Linked DNA regions of Mus musculus: region 1 is linked to region 2. A link is a contact called in public HiChIP or PLAC-seq data. All regions are on one chromosome and are shown on one strand. Each heading gives the region's core, a stretch centred on a gene start, on an enhancer-like site or on the middle of the called end of the contact. The rest is flanking DNA. Distances are from core to core; before and after follow the strand shown. Region 1 holds the start of Ngdn (neuroguidin, EIF4E binding protein). Region 2 overlaps Slc7a8 (solute carrier family 7 (cationic amino acid transporter, y+ system), member 8).

Region 1 (6,317 bases), core at 1,547-4,046, 280 kb before region 2:
AAAAAGGTCCAAGGAAGAGCGGAAGCTCCCACATCTCATTTTCAGATACATCATCTTCACAGTGTGGTGTCTCAAATTCGGATGCATCTTTCAGTCAATGGGTTCTCATCACAGATTAGTGGCATTTTTATCCGCAAGTGATGCATTCCAAAAGTGCCAATGAATGTTTGCAATGGCAGAGCACTGAATCCTATATACACTGTTCTTCCCAATCATTTATGCAAATAATAAACCTTCATTTACAACCAAGTGTAAGAGATTGACAACAACTAGCAATATCAAATACCTCAATTATATTCTAAAATAAATTATTTTAAACTTAGGAGGTGTAACTGAAACTTTACATTCAGTATTTTCAGACTGATGTTAATCTCAGGTAACTGAAGTGACAGGAAACGAAGCTGGGGACTTCTGTATATAAAGTCGTCACCACGGTCCAAACTGACATCATCTAAGACTGTAAGAAACAAAAGAGCAACTCCTCGGCTGTCCTACATGGCTGCTCAAAGTGACGACTCCATTCTTACGTCTTACCCACACACCACACCACACACACACACACACACACACACACACACACACACACACACACCACAACATCCACAAAACCACCTACTCCCCCACAGCATTCAATGGTGAGTATCTCAGGCACATAGCTACTCTCAAACCCCACTGCTTTCTCTGAGGTACCTTTTTTTTGACTCTGCTTGGCTGGCATATCACTCCTCCTGACTTCTGTAAAATGACTGCCACTACTCCTATCTAGTCTTCTGGTCTGCAATTCTTGCCAGACTCCTGTACAGAACCCACACATTACCCCTTTTAGATGAAGCTCTAACTCTTAGGACATACACCACATAACAAACCTACAGTAAAAACCAAACCAAACCAGCAAGCACATCATATGAGGAGGTCCTCCCTCTTCAAGTACCCCCCCCTTAAGATTTACAGTTATTTATGTGTATGTACATTCACACGGCACATGTGTATGGGATGCCCGAGCTAGAATTGTGGGTCATGTAGACACGAGTGCTGGGATCCAAGTGGTTACGTCACCTGGACGGGTGACGTAACCACGGAGCTGGCCCTCCAGCCTGTGCAGGAGCCCTTACCTTCTCTGTAGAATACGTTCCAGCTCGAACTTTTGTCGTCAGTGCTTGGATTTGTGCAGTGACAGCCATCACCTGAAATTAGCCAAGTTAAACCCGAATAGCTCACCCGACCACAAGTAATGTCTATGAACAGTGAAGGATAAATACTAGATAATGCCGCCTAAAAAATGATCTGAAACGCTGTTGCTGAACACCACTGAACTGAGCGTTTCCAACAGTTCTCCAAGAGGCAGAGAAAACATCGTCATGGTGCTGTCTAAAGATGAGGGAGGGGGTCATTAAGAAACCAAGTGAAGGGGGTGAGGAGCCCGACAGTGGCGATGAGGGCTGTGACTTTTGTTGTTTGTGGGGTTGTTTTTGTTTTTTGAGATAGGGTTTGTCTATGAAGCCCAGGTTGTTCTGGAACTCACTATACACTCCAAGCTGACCTTGAACTCACAGAGATCCACCTGCCTCTGCCTCCTAAGTGCTGGGTTTAAAGGTGTGCACCATAAACAGGCCAAGGAGTGTAATTTTATCTGTACCACTAGAACTTACTATGTAAATGCATATTAAGTGGCACTTATAGCCACTATTTTGACAGATTGTCAACATCTGTTTTCTTAGTTATTATTTAAATAAAGGAGTTTGGGTATAACTTAAAAAAAGTTTTCTGGGGGGTGGCTGCAATCGGAATGTAAAGTGACTAAATAAAATAAATAAATAAGTAAGTGAATGGGGGAAAAACAGCTTTCTGTATTTCTTTGGGAGCTGAATGAATTATTTTGAACTTTCATGAAGCGCATATAAGGCTTTTATTTTACACCTAAGATAATTTTGTAGTATTCGAATCATCAAAGTGTGTGGATGAGACTTATGAAGTCAAAGTTAATCCCTGACTGATTTATTCTAAAAGACATACATACTCACCTGCTCCTGGAGGTTTTTCAAAAGTGTTATCGAACTTGACACGTCTGACTCCAGCACCTCCTACAGATAGGAGGGGACAGTTAAAGGTGATCAATTTCTTACTTTAGGCGATGATGATTGCAGAACGTACTGCCTATCAAACTCCCTCCTTTCCTTCAAAACAGTCGCGACTTTTGGGTCGTTTTCCCCCCGCACAGGGGCAGGCAGCCTCGGCACACAGCCAGTCTCCTCCCACCACACCCCCCCCAATTTACTGGAAAAGACCGGAGATTTCATCGCCAAACTTTACGGCTGCCTTTGCCCCAGCCACATTGTACATGTGACGCTAGCTCTGCTCGGAACATTGTCCCACCTTAAGGCCGGGTCACCGCCCGCCATGGTCACGAGACTCTCCCTACAAAGCTCATTCTGAAGAGTAATTTGGGGTTAGCCTCCTGTCCGGAACCAGCCAACCTGCAGCGTCTGACCCTCCCTCTCATCTGACATACGATACCGCTGTGTCAGAGTGAGCGCATCCCTGAGACAACTCTCATCACTCTCATCATCCATGGTGCCAACGGTTTGCCTCGATCCGTGGAGGCGAAAGGAAACTTTCACAGATTCCTTCCTTTCCGGGAAGAAGCAAGGAGACAGAACTCACCGGAGCCGCCATCTTCGCAAAGCCCACCCTTTCCGGGCCCGAACTTCCTAGGAGCTAGCGTGAGTTCATAGTTTTGATAGACAATCACAGTTTGCAAATTTCAGCCAATGGAAGTAAGAGATCTTTCATTTCCGCTAATCGGAGAGGCGGGACCTCACCTAGCCAATGAAATAAAGAAACTCCCTGAATGTGTCAAACGCAGAGGCGTTCTTAAGGCGTAAAGGTGGGCGGGGACAGAAGCATGTGATTCGTGATTTACAGAGAATGATGGATGCTAATTCCAATAAATATTGTGCAGATTATTGATTGACAGCTAGTGCAACCAGTAGAAAAAAGAAATTAGTTATGCAGCCCGAGAGCTCATTGGCTCCCAGATGCCGCAGAGACAGTCTTTCCACGGCGTTTTCCGTGTAGTGCCAAAACAGACCGCAGGGTGGCGGCTTCCGTCCGTTCTCTGATGCGGCAGGGTTGCTGGGCCGCCATTGGCCCCAGGACTTCCAAGTGCGCCTTTCCTGGTTCTGTGACTGTCCTTGAACAACAGTGGAGCCCTTTTCATCCGTAATTTGGATGGTTGGGATGGAGGAGCGGGAACCCAAGGTTCAGAAACCGTCGGCCGCATCACCGGCCAACCCTCCCCGTGCACGCCTAGGACTCTGCGCAAAGGCCGCATTGCGCCCTGCATTCCTCTCGAGGGAAAAATCGACAGGCGAGGAACCGGCTCAACCTGCGTGCCTTTCTCACTGCTCCACTCGTCCACCGCAGAACGTGGTTAAAACCCTGGCTGTGCATATTTCCTTTGTCCCCGTCATCTTTTCTCAGTATCTTCCAACACGCCCACTCCCTCGCCTCTCACGGGCTGGAGGATTAGGTGGGAGTTATAACTCCCACTCTCCGTCTGCATTACACAATACAGCGCTAGAAAGGTCCTCCTGGCTCGGAGTTTCCTCGCGCAACAGAAGAGCAGACCTGAGCCGGGAAATCCAAAGTGTAGCTTTGGCCTTTAATCCCAGATCTCTTTAGTCAAGAGACAAGCAGAGCTCCATGAGTTTCAAGCCAGTCTGGTCTACATTGTGAGATCCCATCTCAATAAACAAAATGAAAACGGGGCTGGAGCGATGGCTCAGTCAGTGGCCAAGAGCACATATTATTCTTGCAGATGACCAACGTTCCATTCCCAGCACCCAGACAAGACAGCTCACAACTACCTTTAACTCCAGCCCCAGGGGAATTTTAGTTCCTTCTGACTTCCCTATATACAGACATAGGCATACATAAAAGTGATTGTTTTTTTGTTTTTTGTTTTTTGTTTTTTTTTTTTAAGCAAAAAAGAGTAATCCTTTTTCTATCTTGAATTCTGGGTGAAACATTCTAGTTTCTACCTATTTGGGAACTACATAAAATGGGACAGAGGGTTTGCCTGTGATATTTATTTGCTGTTTAAGGTTCATTGGGAGGCGCAGAGCACTGTAAGAACCTACAAGAGTTTTGGTATTTTTCTGTCTTTTAAAAAAAAAAGTTTATTTATTATATGTGTGCGGCACGCTTGTGAAGATCAAATGGGAGTTGGATCTCCTTCCACTATGTGAGTCCTGGAAATAGAACTCAGTTGGTCAGCCTAGTGGGCAAGCGCCTTGACCTGGAGCCATCTTGTCAGCACTTTTCATGTATTTATTAGGATTTTCTTGTGAAACTTCTGTTTTAACACTATTTTTTGGAACTTGAAGTTTGTCATATGTGTTATAGACAAACGATTACAATATCTGAGAAAATAAATAATACTTCCTTTTAAAGAAAAGATTTATTTATTTTATGTATTGAGTACGCTGTCACTGCCTTCAGACACACCAGAAGAGGGCATCAGGTCCCATTACAGATGGTTGTGAGCCACCACGTGGTTGCTGGGAATTGAACTCAGGGCATCTGGAAGAGCAGTCAGTGCTCTTAACTGCTGGTACTGCCTTATTTTTTTTTTATCATTAAAATACCAATAACCTTGGCGAGATGGCTCAGCTGTTAAGAGCACTGGTTGCTCTTCCAGAGGTCCTCAGTTCAGTTCCCAGCACCCATGGCAGCTCACAACTGTCTGTAACTCCAGTTCCAGGGGATCTGACACCCTCATACAAATCCATAGTAGATAAAGTTAAAAAAAAATGAAGAAGGGGAAAAAATTAAAAATACCAATCACCTTGTATGTTACAAGAAATATGAGAGCTAACAATGCAATAAATCTTTCTAAAGTTATTTCAGATTCAGCCAGCAATCAAGAACACAAGAGCATTAAATTTGTCTGTTTTGTCTTTTGTTGTTTTCAACAGCTCCAGATGCTGCTGAGCACTCAGCACATTTACAAGTATACACTGAGCAAAGATAAAACTTTTTTAGGAATACAAATTTAATTGCAGTTTTAATTATTAACATTTAGCATTTTTGAAAGTTTCATGAGTACATATTTACATGATTTCACCCCCTATTCTCCCTCCTCCAACTGCTCCTGTGGCCTCTCTCTATCTCAACATCATGATTTCTTCTTGTTTCACACACACACACACACACACACACACACACACACACACACACACACATGCAGGCAGGTAGATAAGTAGATTTGTCTAAATAAATGCAATGTGCTGAGTCTATTCAGTGTTGCTTATGTGTTTAGGGATATATATTGTGCTGGTTCGTTTTTTTGTCGATGTGACACATAGGGTTACCTGGAAAGAGGGAACCTCAATTGAGAAAATGCCTTCATAAGATCGGCCTGTACACAAGTCTGAATAATGATAGATGTGGCATTTACCAAGTGGTCCTGGCTTATATAAGAAAATGAGATGAACAAGCCATGGATGGAGCCGGTCAGCATCAGTCCTCCATATTTTCTGTTCTAGTTCCTGCTGTCAGGTTCCTGTCCTAATTTCCCTCAGTGATGCAGTGTGATCTTAGAGTGGTAAGATGAAATAAACTATTTCTTCCCCGAGTTGCTGTTGGTCAGGCTGTGCATCACAGCAACAGGAAGCAAACTAGAGCTTATGTGTTTAGGGATGGGCACTCGGGTTGCATAACCAATCGGGGCACATCCCTGGAAAAATTGGATTCTCCCTTTCTTAGCAGCAAATGGCAATAGTGTTGTCATTGTGCTGGCCTTGTTTAGACAACCGTATTGTTAAGATTTCATGGGTGCAGTGACCTGTCGTGGAGAAGGCACTATCCTCTAGCAAATGTCCCAGTCCTCTGGCCCTTACAATTTTTCTACCCTGTGCAGGCTAGTATTATGTCAACTTAGCACAGGCTACAGTCATCTGAAAGAAGGGAACTTCAGTTGAGAAAATGCCTCCATAAGATCCAGCTGCAGGGCATTCTCTTAATTAGTGATTGATGTGGGAGAGCCCCATCCATCGTGGGTGGTGCCATCCTTGGGCTGGTGGTCCTGGGTTCTGTAAGAAAACAGGTTGAGTATGCTATGAGGAGCAAGCCAGTAAGCAGCATCCTCCATGATCTCTGTATGAATTCCTGCCTCCAGGTTCCTGCCCTGTGTGAGTTCCTGTCCTGACTTCTCCAGCAATGGATTGTGATGTGAAAGTGTAAGCCAAGAATAAATAAATAAATAAATAAATAAATAAATAAATAAATAAACGTTTTCTCCCCAACTTGCTTTGGCT
Region 2 (7,099 bases), core at 2,681-5,180:
CACCCGGGTTCAAGATATCTTCACAGCTGGGAAGCTCCTGGCCCTGGCTCTGATCATCATCATGGGTATTGTGCAGATATGCAAAGGTAACTGTGGAGGGGACCAGGGGGCTCCGCATGACTTTCCACCCCTTGCATGGACTCATCCTAAGGTTCCCGAGTCGTGACCTTGACTGGCTTCTGTTTTTCACATGTGTGACAAAGGGGATGAGACAGTGTTTTACTCGGGATTAGGGATGCCCACTTCCACTCCCATCCACCACTTTGCAAAGACCTCTCTACACTTGCTTCAGGACTAACACAGCTAAGCGAGGACCCCAGATCTCTGTACTCAGTTCTTATTTTGACACAACCCTAGGGAAAACATTTCTTGCATTTTCTACTTGCACTTGGTTAATATCATAAAATGAAGAACAGAAGAAGAGAATTTCATGTATTTCAATATTGCTCATAGTCTCGGGGGGAAAAGCGTGCTACATTCTTGAGGCCTCTGCCAACATTCCCCATCGGATTTGATCTGGATTTGGTTTCCATGGGACCCGCAGCACTGCTGGGCTCTGCACAGCGTCACTGCCTCTTGGAGAAAATGAGATGACAAACAGGAATACCTCCTGCCTGCCCACAAGCTCTGTGCTAGATACTCCCTCCCCTTGATCATTTTAGTCAGCAGAATTAAACCCTGGGGAGTAGGGGGGATGGATGGACGGACATATTGTTTCCAGGAATTTAGGCTTAGGAAACATTGTGCTATCTTCTCAAAGATAATGAATCCTTCCTCACCTCAGCTCTCAGTTCTCTCTCCTGATCACACAAACCTCCTTATTTCCTGTCCTAATTACCATTGTCTAAATAGCAGAGCTAATTACTCTGTCTTGTCCTGGCCTTATTTACTCAGCAGCTGAGGGTATATGTGGTGCGGGTGTATATACTCAAACCTGGGCTTTGCACAGGCCCTCTAATACAAAGCTACATCTTCATCCCAGAAACAAAACAAAACAAAACAAAAACAAAAAGACGTTTATTCTATTGCGTATGTATCATATATATTTTATATTTTATATGTATAAGTGCTTTGCCTGCACATACATGTGAGCCATGTGCATGCCTAGTGCCCATAAAGCCAGTAGAGAACACTGGATCACCTGGTTGTGAGCCACCCACCATATGGGTGCTGAGAATAGAGACCCTGGATGCTCTGCAGGTACCGCAAGTGCTCTGAACTCCAGCATCTCTCCAGCCCAACCCCCAGCATCTTTTTTTACCAAAGGATCCAGAAGAAAACCAAATATCCCTTAGGAAGTGATGGGCTATGGGCAAAGTAAACAAAATAGACTTGAACTGACAGAATGCTCTAGGTCTGTGAGAACTTGAATGTTGGTTGCTCTTGATGCTTTCTTCACAAAACACAAATAATATATCAAGAAAAGTAGTCCAGAGACTGCCATTGACACTAGCTTTGCCATTTACATGAACTTTCCTTCTAAACAATGTTGTTGCCCTTTTGAAAAGGATGTTCTGAGCTGTGCTTTGAGCCTGAGCCCCTGTTTAGCCTCCTGGTTCTGAGGTTCCAGGTTCCGGGAGGTCCTGGTCCTGGATTTCATCTTACTGGCCTTCTCTCACACAGAAGGTTCACAGACAAGGAGCTAGCATATCACCGCAGAGGATGTCCAGACAATGCATGGGGTGGCCATTGGGCTACTGGGCCTGGGCTCGTCTCTCTGAGAAGCCTCCTACCTGTTGTGTCCACAGGAGAATTCTTCTGGCTGGAGCCAAAGAATGCATTTGAGAATTTCCAAGAACCTGACATCGGCCTCGTTGCTCTGGCATTCCTCCAGGGCTCCTTTGCCTATGGTGGCTGGAACTTCCTTAATTATGTGACTGAGGAACTTGTGGATCCTTACAAGTGAGTCAAACGAGGTTAGCTCTTCTGTTCACCCTTAGGCCGCACAGGACCCACCTCCGGAAAAAGGAAACACAGACTCACTTCTTGCCCTTCTCCAGGGACATGTCCTGGTCTACCGTGAAGCCACAGTTGATGTCCCAGGAATTTGAACCATTTGCCATCCACCCTGTTAAGAGAAGGGGAAGGATCCTCTGACTGTCCCAGGGCAAGTGAACAATCAAGAGCTGTTCACAGAGCTGCGACAGAGAAGGAACTATCCTGGGTTGTCTCGGCATTTTATCTGTTTGGAGCCAGGCCCAGCTTTATATCTTAAGACAGTAGAAAGGGTGCAGGGTCCAAATCTGAGTCAGGAGGTGATAATCAGGTGAAACATATTTCTAGACCTAAACTGTTCCATTTCCTCTAAAGAATCCTGCCCCACCTGAGTCAGAACCTACCTCCCAAATAGAGGAACAGCCAAGAGACAGCAGGTCGAGGCTCCTGGAGTTTCCCAGCAGAACATGTCCCCTGGTAAAGGCTTCCCTCTGACCTCCTCTCCCTCTACAGGAACCTTCCTAGAGCCATCTTCATCTCCATCCCACTGGTCACATTTGTGTACGTCTTTGCTAATATTGCATACGTCACTGCAATGTCCCCCCAGGAGCTGCTAGCCTCCAATGCAGTTGCTGTGGTAAGAAATTGCTCAGGGGCCCCAACCAAGAAATGCCAGTGTGGATCTGCCTGTTTAGCCCCATGGAATGGGAAGTCATCCCACCTCCTCAGGCTGAAATCTGCATGCGTCCTCCCTCCACAGGGTATCTTCCAAGTGCCCAGGAGCAAACTAGTGGTGGGGTTAGTTCCAAAATAGCAACCATGGTTGCCTGAGAAGATGCACAGAGTCTATTTAGCCTTTGGTATTGAAATATCTAATGTTTTATGGAACAAGTCCACCGTCTCGTATAAGCTTGCAGATTATGGAAGACAGACTGGTCCACAGGGAAGCATGCACTGTACAAGGCACACGGATTCTCTCTGTTTTTTTCTTTCTCTGGGAACCATGCAAACTCAGGCAAACTGGTTGCTCTCATTGGGGCAAGCTGGGTATTGAAGGGCTAAGGGCATGATTCTGTAGTAAAGTGCAAAGCCCTGTGTTCCATCCACACGCACATATGCACCCGTAGACACCACACACACATGCACATGCACACACATAGACACACCCACACAGGCATACAAATACACATAGATACACACACACACATATATATATATACATGCGCACGTGCGCGCCAGTAAATAGTTCAGAAATCAGAGTGATTTATGCCCTTTGGTCAAAGAGATCACAGAACACCTGCTATCTGAGGGAGGCCCAGGAGTCATGCTGAGCCTTCATTTCGCTTCAGACCCAACACTGTCATGACATGTCTCATCTTTGAAAATAAATATACCCTGCCATGTCCGTGGCCAACTCCTCCTAAAGCCAGCAGCCTCCAGGCCCAACAGGACATCTATTCTAGACACCACCTCCCCAGGCTCGTGCTATAAGCATGACTCAGAGACTCTAGAAAGGACTTATCCCTAAACTATATATACACACTAAAGTGTGTGTGAAGTCTCATCCATAAATTCACAACTGCTTCTTTCTCAGCTAAAGAAATAGCCAGTTGTGCCGGGCTGTGGTATCACATGCCTTTCATCCCAGCACTCAGAAGACAGAGGCAGGCAGATGCAGATCTCTGAGTTTGAGGTCTACAGAGTGAGTTCCAGGACAGCCAGGGCTTCACAGAGAAACCCTGTCTCAAAAGAAAAGGAAAAAACAGCTGGTCCTTATTTTCCTACCATCATAGTCTGCTTCTGTGAATTTAGGAAGTCTGACTAAGGGTCCATTTCTATTTTATACATGGGAAACTAAAGCCCACACATAGCAAACCCAGAACTGAGACAATAGCTCAGTGGCAGAGCACGTGCTTCACACAAGCAGGGCCCTGGGCTTGACCCCAGCACTGAAAAAAATAAAGAAGTAAGCGTGTTTAAGGAGGGGGTAGGAACTGAATCAGACTGCAAGTCTGTGAATCTCCCTGTGCAGCAACATCTGTAGTGTGCACAGGGTTGACTTACAGCTCCTCGCCTCTGCTCCTGACCCCTTCATTCCCCCAGTGTCCAATCTGAGGTCAGCCATAGGTCACTAAGCGCCTCGGTTTCCTCATTCATAAGCAAGGATAAGTGTTAGCTCATCACTGTTGTCACCACCATACATTGCCCCCTCAGCTAGCTAAGCCACAGCGTGTGTTTTTGATGTGTAGCTGTCTCTGTGGCATGGCAGTCTGGGCCGGGGCTCTCAAGATTAGCCAGAGAGAGTCGGCAGGGTAGGTGGGAGACAGGCACCGTGAAAGCGAAGAATAGACTGGAATGGGGGTTTCACCTCTTTGTCTCCACTCATTTCTTGTTTCCCCCCCCCCAGACTTTTGGAGAGAAACTCCTCGGGGTCATGGCCTGGATCATGCCCATTTCTGTTGCCCTGTCCACGTTTGGTGGAGTCAATGGCTCCCTCTTCACCTCCTCCCGGTGAGTGATGGACGGAGGCCCTTCTGGGCCACTTTTCTGTCCACGTTGCTGTGTGTATTTGATGAACTTGTCTGTCTCCACTCCTGAGTGGTGGCTTTGTGGGAGCACGCATGTCAGTGTGGGTGCTAAGGGGGTCTTGCTGCTTTGAGGGTGACCTATGATAGGGGGCGTGCAAGGAAGCTCACCTTGCTTTGGAAGAAACAGAGCTGTGGTAGGCAGCAGGATAGTATCTTGGCTACATTCCTAGAGTCCCCTCTCCCCTTTGTGTGGATGTGGGCTACTATCAGCCAGAAAGAAACCCTACTTTGAAAGAAACCAAGAATTCTTGTGCCTGAAACCTCTAGGTCTGGCCTCTCATGAATGTCTGGAGCCAGACTCTACCTGGGAGAGATCCCTCAGAGTGTCCTGAGAAGGCAGGGCTACTCCTTACTCGAGAGGCAGGTACTGTGGGAGGCCACAGGCTCAAGTAGGGAGGAATACAATGGAAACTTTTGTCAGTGTGAAAGCCAGTAGCCACAACCCCAACTCAGAATTCCTTGGGAAGCCAGAAACATGAGTGGGCCCTGGAGCCTTGCCCCATTTACCCAGGGGTCAGACCCCTCCTTTATGTCCCTTCCTGCCATCTCTGGGTGTATGTGTATGAAAGGGTTACCATTTGTGTGGCCCACAGGGTTTCTGTGCCCTAGAAGCCTGGTCCTATTTAAAAGATGAGTCTTGGCTCAGTTGTCTCCCACGCCACCGGATACATCCCAGAGAAATTCTGGTGAGATGACAGAGACTGCCATGTTCCCAGGATCCAGAGCAGTCAAGAAGGAGTGTGGGTGTCACCTGTGATGGCGGGGAACCCACACTCACCCGTAGCAACCTCGTGTGCGTGTTACACAGGAGCTGTGGCCACGTGGAGGCCCTGGCAGAGGGCGAGCAGTGGAAGAGCCCTGACCCATGAGACTCCCTGAGATCTGTTGGAGGAGAATGGCTGGCCACAGTCGCTTTAGTTTGGGGTTTGTCCCTCAGGCAGGCCACACAGTGGTCTGCATGCATGCAGCGTTAGTCATGTGCATGCAGGAGACGCCAGAGATGTGGCCTCCTCACCCAAGCCACCTCAGCTCACCGACTACTCTCTTCCGTCCTTCCTTTCTTTCATTCTTTTTTTGTCCCCAAGTTTGAGTCGGATGGTTCTTGCTGAGCAAGCTGAGAGTGTATGCATGTGTGCGCACACCTGCGGGTGTGGATGTGTGTGTGTGTGTGTGTGTGTGTGTGTGTGTGTGTGTGTGTGTGTGTGTGTTACATCATATTCTCCATTGTTCCCTAGTTGGGATTGTTTCTTGTGACGTGGGGCTGTTAGACCTGGACAGTTAGTTATACTTGGTGCTGGCTGTACATAGAGAATATGCATGAGAGCCTGACAATGTGCATATGCATGAGAGCCTGACTATGTGCATGGTGAAGCCCACAGAGCCCCCCAGGTTCTATTGCATGAGGCTGTGCTGGCTGGAAAGGACCTTAGCATGAAGAAGAGATGGGCTGCATGTATCTGCACAAAATTAGGGAAGCCGGCCCAAGTAGCTATGATGACACTGCTTATGGGTACTCGGAGTCACAGCCACCTCCTGTACTTCTAGCTGCTGCTGCCACCACATTCCCCCCTACAGACAAAGCATGGAGTGGCAGTTCTCTTAGGCCGGGTGTGGGAGCATACACCTCCCATCTCAGCCCTCAGAAGGCTAGACCAGGAAGGCCAAGACTTCCAGGCCAGCCTGGGCTACAGATAGCAAAAGCCTGTGCACTGTCACACTGTCACCTTCCTCTCATCCATTAGGTGGCTCAGCAGGTAAAGGTGATCTGAGCTTGACCCCAGGAACCCAACTCACATGGTGGCAGAAGGAAACTGGCTCACACAAATTGTCTTTTGACCTTCATGAGTGTGCCACAGATAGCACACACACAAACAAATACGCAAATGAACTTAAGCTTTTTAAAGAAAACAGATTATTAACACTAACATGTAATAACTGCTGGCAGTTACACAATTGTTTTTGTTGGTGGTGGATTTTGGGGAGTTTGTGTTGTTTTGTTTTGTTTGAAAGAGACATAAAGAGAAAAGAGGGAAGGGGTTGCTTTCAGTGTTGCTCTTTCTGTGAGTCTGGGTCTCTCCTTGTCTTCTCCACTATCTCCTTCTCTTCCAAGGGTGTATACTACCCCCATTTCTTAAACTTTTAAAAATCGCTTTTTAATGTGTGTGAATTTGCCTGCATGTATGTCTATGAACCATGTGTGTGCTTGGCACCCACAGAGTGGGAAGAGGGTGTCAGGTCCCCCTCAAACTCGAATTGCAGATGGTTATGAGCCACCATGTGGGTGCTGGGAATCAAACCCAGTTCCTCTGCAAGAGCAACAAGTGCCTTAACCCCTGAGCCAGCCTTCCTGCCCTCTGCCTATTTGTGAGAGGGGGGTCTCATAAGACTGGCCTCAAATGGGAAATCCCCTGCCTCAGGATCTGTGTGCTGGGTTCACGGGCATGTGCCACCTTGCCCAGCTTAGGATCCCTGGTTTACAGTCTGCATTTTTGTTTGATGTCGTATTGTGAGCATGTTCTCACATAATCATTTTCTTCAGAAACATGATTTTGAGGGCTGGAGAGATGGCCCAGATT

The links. HiChIP or PLAC-seq counts read pairs in DNA pulled down with a chosen protein or histone mark.
Region 1: a contact with region 2 is called in an H3K27ac HiChIP or PLAC-seq map of microglia, with 4 times the contacts expected there. The contact joins the promoter of Ngdn here to the enhancer-like site in region 2. A contact is called at or near these places in 3 of 39 promoter capture datasets (3T3-L1-derived adipocytes, frontonasal cranial neural crest and second pharyngeal arch cranial neural crest), 1 of 484 Hi-C or Micro-C datasets (bone marrow-derived macrophages) and 4 of 115 datasets of contacts at active chromatin or transcription factors (craniofacial prominence, embryonic midbrain, embryonic stem cells and 1 more).

The regions. Positions count from the first base shown.
Region 1 is chr14:55,011,933-55,018,249 of GRCm38.p6, reverse strand. Ngdn (neuroguidin, EIF4E binding protein) reads right to left here and starts at 2,796. Exons shown (of 11, transcript NM_026890.2): 1 at 2,662-2,796; 2 at 2,022-2,081; 3 at 1,113-1,184. The coding sequence starts at 2,673.
Region 2 is chr14:54,730,527-54,737,625 of GRCm38.p6, reverse strand. It overlaps Slc7a8 (solute carrier family 7 (cationic amino acid transporter, y+ system), member 8), which reads left to right. Exons shown (of 11, transcript NM_016972.2): 4 at 1-86; 5 at 1,749-1,902; 6 at 2,449-2,572; 7 at 4,343-4,446. Among named protein-coding and RNA genes, the nearest start is that of Cebpe, 22 kb to the right of the region's middle. Within about 2 kb of position 3,930, at least 7 of the 459 cell types and tissues checked have an H3K27ac peak or open chromatin away from gene starts, as enhancers often do. A contact at or near this core is called in microglia, where this site is marked.